3 separate regions of the Sus scrofa genome follow, and regions 1 and 3 are each linked to region 2. Evidence: chromatin contacts called from public HiChIP or PLAC-seq and promoter capture Hi-C data. All regions are on one chromosome and are shown on one strand. The core of a region is the stretch at or near the end of the contact, and the rest is flanking DNA. Distances in the headings are between cores, read along the strand shown.

What was found. Promoter capture Hi-C pulls out the DNA fragments that hold promoters and counts their contacts. HiChIP or PLAC-seq counts read pairs in DNA pulled down with a chosen protein or histone mark.
Region 1: a contact with region 2 is called in an H3K27ac HiChIP or PLAC-seq map of alveolar macrophages. The contact joins the promoter of CLDND1 here to the promoter of DCBLD2 in region 2. A contact is called at or near these places in 2 of 5 promoter capture datasets (fetal liver and liver), 1 of 47 Hi-C or Micro-C datasets (heart right ventricle) and 2 of 2 datasets of contacts at active chromatin or transcription factors (alveolar macrophages and skeletal muscle).
Region 3: a promoter capture Hi-C map of liver shows a contact between it and region 2, with 2.5 times the contacts expected there. The contact joins the promoter of CPOX here to the promoter of DCBLD2 in region 2. A contact is called at or near these places in 3 of 5 promoter capture datasets (fetal liver, fetal skeletal muscle and liver), 1 of 47 Hi-C or Micro-C datasets (embryonic fibroblasts) and 2 of 2 datasets of contacts at active chromatin or transcription factors (alveolar macrophages and skeletal muscle).

The regions. Positions count from the first base shown.
Region 1 is chr13:160,396,174-160,398,873 of Sscrofa11.1, reverse strand. It overlaps CLDND1 (claudin domain containing 1), which reads right to left and starts at 1,350. Exons shown (of 5, transcript NM_001243498.1): 1 at 1,301-1,350.
Region 2 is chr13:160,062,404-160,065,111 of Sscrofa11.1, reverse strand. DCBLD2 (discoidin, CUB and LCCL domain-containing protein 2) reads right to left here and starts at 1,370. Exons shown (of 16, transcript XM_021070662.1): 1 at 465-1,370. The coding sequence starts at 675.
Region 3 is chr13:160,331,012-160,333,711 of Sscrofa11.1, reverse strand. It overlaps CPOX (coproporphyrinogen oxidase), which reads right to left and starts at 1,276. Exons shown (of 7, transcript NM_001243844.1): 1 at 672-1,276. The coding sequence starts at 1,188.

The sequences.
Region 1 (2,700 bases), core at 101-2,600, 330 kb before region 2:
GCATTAACTGTTCTGAGTCTGGGTGTGAAAAGGGCAGAGGAAATGTGGTTAGGGCCCCCCCAGAACAAAGGGAAGGCAACGTGGAATCATCAGCATCTGTGTGCGCATGCGTAACTCTGTAGCATAGACCATCTAATCAAATGTATGTTACCCCATAAGGAAGACAAAGGGGCTAAAATGTAAAGGGGCAACTAATGAAGGGTATATAAAGCTACGCCCCCCTGCGCTCTCGGCTCAGCCGATGGATATGAATCCTGAGCCGGTGCAGGCACAAATAAACACTGCTTCCTGGCAATAAGCCTCGGTCCCATCTCTCTGTACGCAAGTCCGCCAACAGAAAAGGAAGCAGAGGAAATCGGCTCCTCCCAGTTTCCTCTGATTAGGGAAACCTTCCAAAACAAGGTTAAGAGTAGAGAGCTATTCAGAAGACAGTTGAAAACGCTTGTTAAACCAGAGAGAAGGTTGTTTCAGGCGCAAGAAATAGAAAAGAGAATAATAATATATAATAATGCTAGATATCAATCTGCCCCTAATCCATTAAAGCTAAACCAAGCTCCTTAACGCTGCCTAAGTCTTCACTCCTATCGACCGTCCTCATTCTTTATACTTTTGAACCTCCTCATCTGCAAACTAAATGATTCCTCCTCAGCCAGAAAGAAAACCCAGAATCGGGCAAAATACAAGCACTCCAAAGGCGTGGACAGGGCTCAACGGCAGTAGTAAATGGCCGCAGTAAAATGACTCAAGCCGGATCAAGCTGAGTCAAATACTGCAAGTATATACCATGACCGCACCAAACACCTTTAAAAGGAGTACGAAAACAGGCTCGCAAACTGGGGCTGCTGAGTTTGGAAAATGGCAAGTGACTCAGGAGAGACCAGAGCAATTACAATAATTAACTTTAACTCCAGAGGTTGGGTTTGTATTTTTATTCTTTTTTAATCCTTTTTCATCCTTGTGCTCTCAAATGACCTTAAAAGGTCCCGGGCACCGGAGCGGCAGTTCGCCCAGGCCGGACGCCTAGCGCTGTCACCTCGCGGGACGCACCTCGTGGCCGGGCGGGGGGTCGAGACTAGCCAGAGCTACGGCCGGGCAGCCCTGCGCGGTCCAGCCAGGGGCCTCAGTGACCGGGGCAGGCCCTTCCCCAGACCGCTCGGCCGAGGGAAAAGCCCCGCAACAGCCCCCCGCTCAGAACCCGCACACCCCGGCCGCGCCCGGGTAGGGGGCCCCTTTTCAAACGGCTGGAAACGTCCAACAGCTACGCGACCCCTGCCGAGCGACGCCGGCCCCGCTCACTCACCGCCCATCCTCCTGCTCCGCCAGCTTCACCCTCAAGCTCAAACCACAGAACCCTACTCTCCCCACGCCTCTTCTGACGCACTTCCCTGCAGAGCCCGCCCCCTCCATAACTCCCGCGCCTCCGCCTCCGCCTCCACCCCGGGCTGGGCCTGGCCACAGAGCCGAGGGGGCTTGTGGGAGTTGTAGGAGGGACAGAGGAAAAGCAGCGAGAGGCAGCGGACGGCATTCCCGGCGCCGCGCGCGGCGAGTTGTGGGAGGTGTAGTTCGGCTCCGGAGGGGCAGTCGGTACGCGAAAGGGAGGTCTGGGCTGTTGGATTCTTATTTTTTACTGAGGAAGGAACGAACGTCCACCAAGTAAGGCGACCTGCCTGGTCACTGATACTCATTAGTTGTGACTTTATGAGTCGGATTTTCCAATCTTGTGTTTTCCTCACCACTACCCTACTTGTGAACAGCAATGAGATTATACTTTCGAGATGATAACCCATTGACTTACTCTCTCACAACCTCGCTCTCATTGCACCAGATAGTCTTTCTGATTTTATTGCTTAAGTTTAGACTAAGAAGGATGTAATCTGACAGACAGTATCCAACTAGCATGTAATGGCATCCTTTGGGTTTCATACAATTTTTGTTTGTTGGCTGCTTTCTCTTTATGGCAAGTGATATTTTCTATTGTAGTAAAGCACCCTTTTAAAATTAATTACAGTTAGTTAAAGAAAAACATTAAGTTAATGCTGAGAGTCCCAGATATGTCAAAAAAAGTGAATAAAAAATTGTTTATATAGTATGAAAAAGACTGAATTTTTGAGAACATTGCCTTAAGCAGAAAGAATCATGCACAACCTGAGAGACTGCAAATGACTTTATGGCTCAGAGAAAACAAAATGAGCCTTCAAGTATTGCATATAAATTCACAGACAGAAAGCAGGGACATCTCTGTAGTGATGTGTATAGACCCATGAATGTGGCATGAGACCAGCAATGATAGGTTTCTCAACAGGTACCTACAGAGACGGCCAACTCAAGGACCAGAGGTGCTGTCAAACCCTACTTCACCCCTCAAATGCCTTCAAATTTAGCTACAGAACAGGAGAAAGGTGGGAGCCCCAGGCTGATACTAAATTTCTACCACCCTGACAGACTGAAGACATAGCTATCTGTTTCTCTATCTTTAGCTATATTTCTTTTGCCTAAGTTGAACTGCTATTCATATCTAACACATAAGTAAAATAAGGTAATAGAATATAATATTCAAATATGACTGGATTTTCATGTAGAATACCTTGCCAGAGGAGAATTGTCAGAGGAACCAACCAGAGAAAATGGTAGCAGTGCACAGTAAATTGTTAATTTGCATTTAGAGCCCCTCCATGCATTTATTCACAAGGAAATGGCTAT
Region 2 (2,708 bases), core at 121-2,620:
TGAACCTAAGCACTTTCACAAAAGATTATCACCACCTGCCTTTCCTGGGTTTAAGATGCTATTTAATTACCTTCCCGTTCTACTCTGCCCATCTATCCATTTAGCTTAACTTGAGGGGAGGTGCTACATCTCCAAAACTTCTCCTTTTCCTCCAAAAGATGTTCCTCAGAAGAACCCAAACCCAAAAGGAGGACTTCACAGCGGGCAGGGTTTCACCTCCTTTTCAGAAAAATGAATGGGCTTCCCAAAAAGTAAAGCCACGCCAACTTGGGGGACACAGACAGCCCACCTTTGCAACTCAGTTAAGCGGGTGCCAAACCAGGTCTGGCCACTCACCGAAGCGCACCGCACCTCCCCGGCGCGCCTGCAGATTCTGCTAAAGGCCGGACACACACCACCCCGAGGCTCCCCCCAACCCCCCCCCCCGCCCCTGGGGCTCCGCGCACTAGTCGGGAACCGCTCACCTTGCTGGGCTCCGGCGTCCTCGAGGAGCAGGAGCAGGATAAGTAAGAGGAGGAGGAACAGAGGCATGGGGAAGGAGGAGGAGTTGGACCGGGGAGGGAGGGGGTAGGAGCGGGAGAGGGGGAGCGCGGCCCGGGCGGGGGCGGCGGCCGCGGCCCGGACTAGAAAAAGAAGAGGGTTATGCCCAGCTCTCACCATCGCCCGGCTCGCCATCCGCCTGCATAGTGCGGGCGCCCCGGAGCCGCGGCACCGGGCGAAGAGTCAAAGGCAGCGGCGGGAGAGCAAGAGGCTGCGCGCGCTTCGCCCCGCGCCGGGAACCCCCTCCGCCCCTCACTCTCCGAAACCTCCTCCTCCTTCGTCCCTTCCCTCCACTCCCCGCCCCAAGACCCCAGGCCGGAGCGCGAGGGAGGGGAGGGAAGGAAGCGGAGTGCTCTAGTCGCAGAAGGCGGCGGCGGCTGCGGCAGCTGAGCTGGGGTACGCGCCTCCCGCGCAGCTTTCCTCAACCCGACTCCTGCCCGCCGCACTAGCCCGGGGTTCCGGCTAGCTGGCTGGCAGACAAGCCGCCAGCTCCCTCGCGCTCCCTCTCGCGCTCGCTGGCCACGCCTGCACAGCCCGCCACAGCCAATCCGCAGTCGGCTCTGGTCCGTCTCCCTCTGCGTTACCCAATCAACGCGCTCTCTCCTTGGTCGACCCGTTAGCTCCCCAGCCCACTCCTAGAGCTCCACCGCCCCTCATCTCTCTCCTCCAATCCCTTACGGCCTTGGGAAGCGTCCCACCCGCCTCCCCCAATCCGGGTTCCGCCCCCAAGTTTGGGCCCCCCGGCGGCCCCCACCCGGCCCGCGCGCCTGTTATTGTTGGGACTGCAGCCCGAGCTGATCCCGCTGAGGCTGCCGCTCGCTCTGGTCAATGACTTCCGGGACGTCCCCCATCCCGCTCCCCCTGCTCCTCCACCCTAGCTTGCTGTTCGCTCCTCCCCCGCCGCACATCAGGCCACTGGAAGGGGTGGGAAACCTGAATCCTGGCTGGTTTTTGCTGGGAGCTGAGTCTAAGGGACTTTATTTATTTATTTATTTATTTATTTATTTATTTATTTATGTAAATAGCAGAATATGTTATTAAAGCTGTAGCTAATTGTTACATCAACTCCGAGTTAGAACAGATAAAGTGTTCGATTTTTAAAATATATGTATTTTCTGTTTCCTGTGCATTTTACTATATTTACTGTACGAGAGGGGCAAAAAGTACATTAACAAGAACCAAACCCCTAAAGCAATTTAAACCTAACATCCTAACATCCACTGAGCCATTCTACCAAGATTGAACACCTGCTGTCTACCTACAAACCCTGTGTAGCCCTAATGAGGAAATCTTCCAGGATCTTGTATTGGGACAGAGATGGAAAAGATCATGAAAGTCAGAATAAAATAAATACTAGTTAGAGTCACAAGTAATTTGATGGAAACTGTAAAGACATGCAGTGACAAAAAGAACTGGTCTTGGCAAAGGGGAATCCACAGGATTTGTTTGTTTTAAGAGAAATGTGCCATCCTGGATATTCTTAGCATGGCCCTCTGAGAGGAGGTTAGTGTTATTAACAAATACAGAAAACTGGAATGGTGGGTCAAGTTGTGTGAGCAACTGAGTTATTTTGGACATCCTGAGTTTGGAATGTCCTTCACAGCTATAGCTATGTGAAGTTATATAACAGGCAGGTGGACATTTTAGTCTAAAGCTCAGGCTGAAGAGTACCTTGAAGTTATGGGTGAGGCTCATAAGCAGATGTCATTTCAACACTATGGAAGAGGCTGATATCCTCAAATGAAAATCTCAGCATTCAAAAGGACTTTGGAGGTCATCACTTTCAACTCCCCTGCTGACTCCTTATGCATTAAACACTTCTACCAGATTTATTCAAAAAGTATTTATTGGATGCTTATTTAACCTACTATGCTTTAGGCCTAAAGGAGACAGTAGGCACATGCAGTTCAATCAGAGGAGCCTACATTTTGCAGGAGGGGCAAACATGTAAACATCCATTGTTGTCAGTGCCGTGTTGGAGGTATGGGCTGATGTCAAATACCAGAGTGGAAGGAGTTCAAGGAACCAGTCATGGACATGAAACTCCAGCTGAGTCCTGAGTGAGGGCACAAAGTGAGGAAGGTGATCTCAGACCAGAGGCAAAGTAGGCTGGCTCACCAGCACCACAGTGAATGATGTACATGTAGCTGATGGGGTTAACTATTGCT
Region 3 (2,700 bases), core at 27-2,526, 270 kb before region 2:
TTTAAATTTATGACCAAGATGTAGGGTTCCACTGCATAGGCAATAACATGGTCATGAATATAGGACTCTGTAAAAACTTGGTTTTAATACTGAAGTATTTTGCCAGTGGAGGTAAAGATTTTCCTGGCAGGCAATCTGATGGCGCATCTGGCAGAACTACTGACAAGCTGAATCAAATACTTCTTGCACAACCTGGGGAAAGGACATAAGGACACAGTAACTCCCTCAGCTGGAGGAGACCAGAGACCGGCTTACACTTAGTAAAGAGGAGCTAGCTTTTTTTTTTTTTTTCCCAGCTCCAAAGGAGATAGGGTAAACGCACCCAGAGAAGCAGATGAAATGTGAAAAAAAATCTATGCTCAATTACAACCTAGGACATCCAAGTTTGTTGGCTAAAAGCGACCTACTGATTTCTACGGAAAATGCCATTATAAAATTGAGAAGATTTAAAAAATGTCCAGTACTAGAGTGACAGCCGATCTAGGTCCACAAATCCAAGCTGAGGGCTGATGACCCTGTCAGTGTCAGTCTTTTTAACTGTGTCCCTTTTAACCCAGCAAAGGCTGTTACAGGTACCCTTTCCTTACTTCCATCCCCTATTCTGAGTCATTTACTACCAGCCTGACCTCTTTTCCCTATCTCCACCTCCCTCTAGGGGCCGACCTCCTCACCTTCTTTCCTCTCCCACCGATCCACAGAGAAGCGGGCACCCCCATCCACCTGTGCCAACGCCTGGCACACCTGGGCCTGGGTCTCCAGTATCAACAGCTCCATCTTGGTTTTCATGTCCTCCGGCCTAGTCCGCAGCTCGCTCAGGTCAGTCACAGGCGGGGCCATGAAGCAGCTGCAGCGGCGGGCTAGTTCGTCGTCGTCTTCCTCCGGTTTCCCGGGCAAGGTGCTCGGCGTCCCCGAGCTCTTGCGCACCATCTCCGCACGCTCCACCTGCCCGAAGGCGGCAGCGGCCAGCCCTGCCAGCCCCGCTAGCCCCGCCGCCACCCCGGTCCTCAGCCGGGGGCTGCCTCCCGTCGTGGGGCCGTGCCCCAGCCCGCGGCTCTGCTGGGGGCAAGTGGTGCCAGGCGGCCGGCAGAGGCGTCCCACAGCATAGCGCCGGGACCAAGCGCTTAGCTCTCCGCAGCCGGCACGCGCCGCACGCCAGCAGGGGCCCGCGCTCAGCCCGCCCAAGTGCATAGCCCCGCTCCCGCGCTGTCACCCCGGACAGTGCCCGCCTCCCAGAGAGCGGCCCTTGTGCTCCCTGGGGTCCTAAAGAGCGAGCAGCGCCGGGTGAAGGAACTTTTGCGGGAGAAGAGCTACTACCGGGTCGGCTTGCCAGCGGCAGGCGGGAGGCGGGGGATGCCGGGAGCTGTAGTTCTGTCTCCTATCGCCGCCTGCAGGGGCGCACCCGGGAGATAAAAGAATCCACCGCCGCCAGAAGGGCGGGTCCCACGGGAAGAGAACCGGGTGGCGGTGGTAGGAGAGGGCCGTGGAAGCGCTGGAAGAGATAAAAGAAGCCTTCTTGTCACGTACAACCTCTGGTCTGTGGTTCAGCCAGCCACAGGGAGAAGGCAAAGTAGGGCTGGACGGACTGAGGACTAACCTGGGCAGAAATATGCCCAGAGACTCCTGCCCTGACTTACAACTTTTAAACAGCATTGCAAATTCTGGTTCTTTTTATGTATAGAAGGTCCCGGATCCAGTCCTCTAAATCTTCTAAAATTGGTAGGATTGGTGGGGGCGGAGCCTGGGAAACTCCTAACCTATGGGCTAGTTTTTCAAAGGAGTCAGAAAAGCTAATGAAAATGGTCCTAAGAAAATCCTAGGAAAAGATTTTCTGCGATCAACACCATAGCACATTTCTATCATTAAAATCTTCCCAGGCCTTGCTCCTACAGTGTACAATTGATTGTTCTAGCAATAGGAAAAGCAAAAGTGTTTTTCTAAACCAGCATAAAACTCATGACCTGTTGTATTTGGGTGATCGAGGAATAAGAAACTTTAAAATATTTATCATCCTGCAGTTGTAGGGTGCTGCCAAATATATCTCACGTTTAATACTCCCAATAACTCCTGTAAACTAGGCAGGACACACTCCTCCTTATTCCCCAAAACACATGAGCGCAGGCGCGCGCGCACACGCACGCGCACACACACACACACATGCTTTTAAAGAAATGAGAAACGAAGCTAACATAGATTTCATAGTTGTTGTTGTTTTTTTCCCCTGTAACCGTACCACAGTTCCATGTTGTCTGCATATGAGTGTAAGAACAATTGTCATGGGCTCCTTTGTCCCTTAAATCTCCAGGATGATTTTCATTTCAAGCAGCAGATAATTATTTAAGCCACCAGTGGTAGTTTCTACAAGCTTTTTCTTAGTGGCTAGATGTAATTATGGAACTTCCATGGCTACATGTTTGACCAGTTGTTTAGGGCAGTGTATTTTATCCAATTACAGCAGCATCTGGCAGCTCTCACATGGGAGCAGAGTGTTAGCTGGGTGGGCAAGCCTAACTCTCTAGAGATTCAGTAAATGGTAAAAGCTTAGATTAAGAAGTGATTAAACTGCTTTGGAGGATGCTTTACCTGTGAGACTGAGTTGGCAAAGGAAATATAAAAACTACCATTCTAGAATGTGGCCACTGCAAGGAATGTGGGGACTGAGTGAGCACTAAGAGGGGACCAAACCCAGCCCAGAAGCCTGGC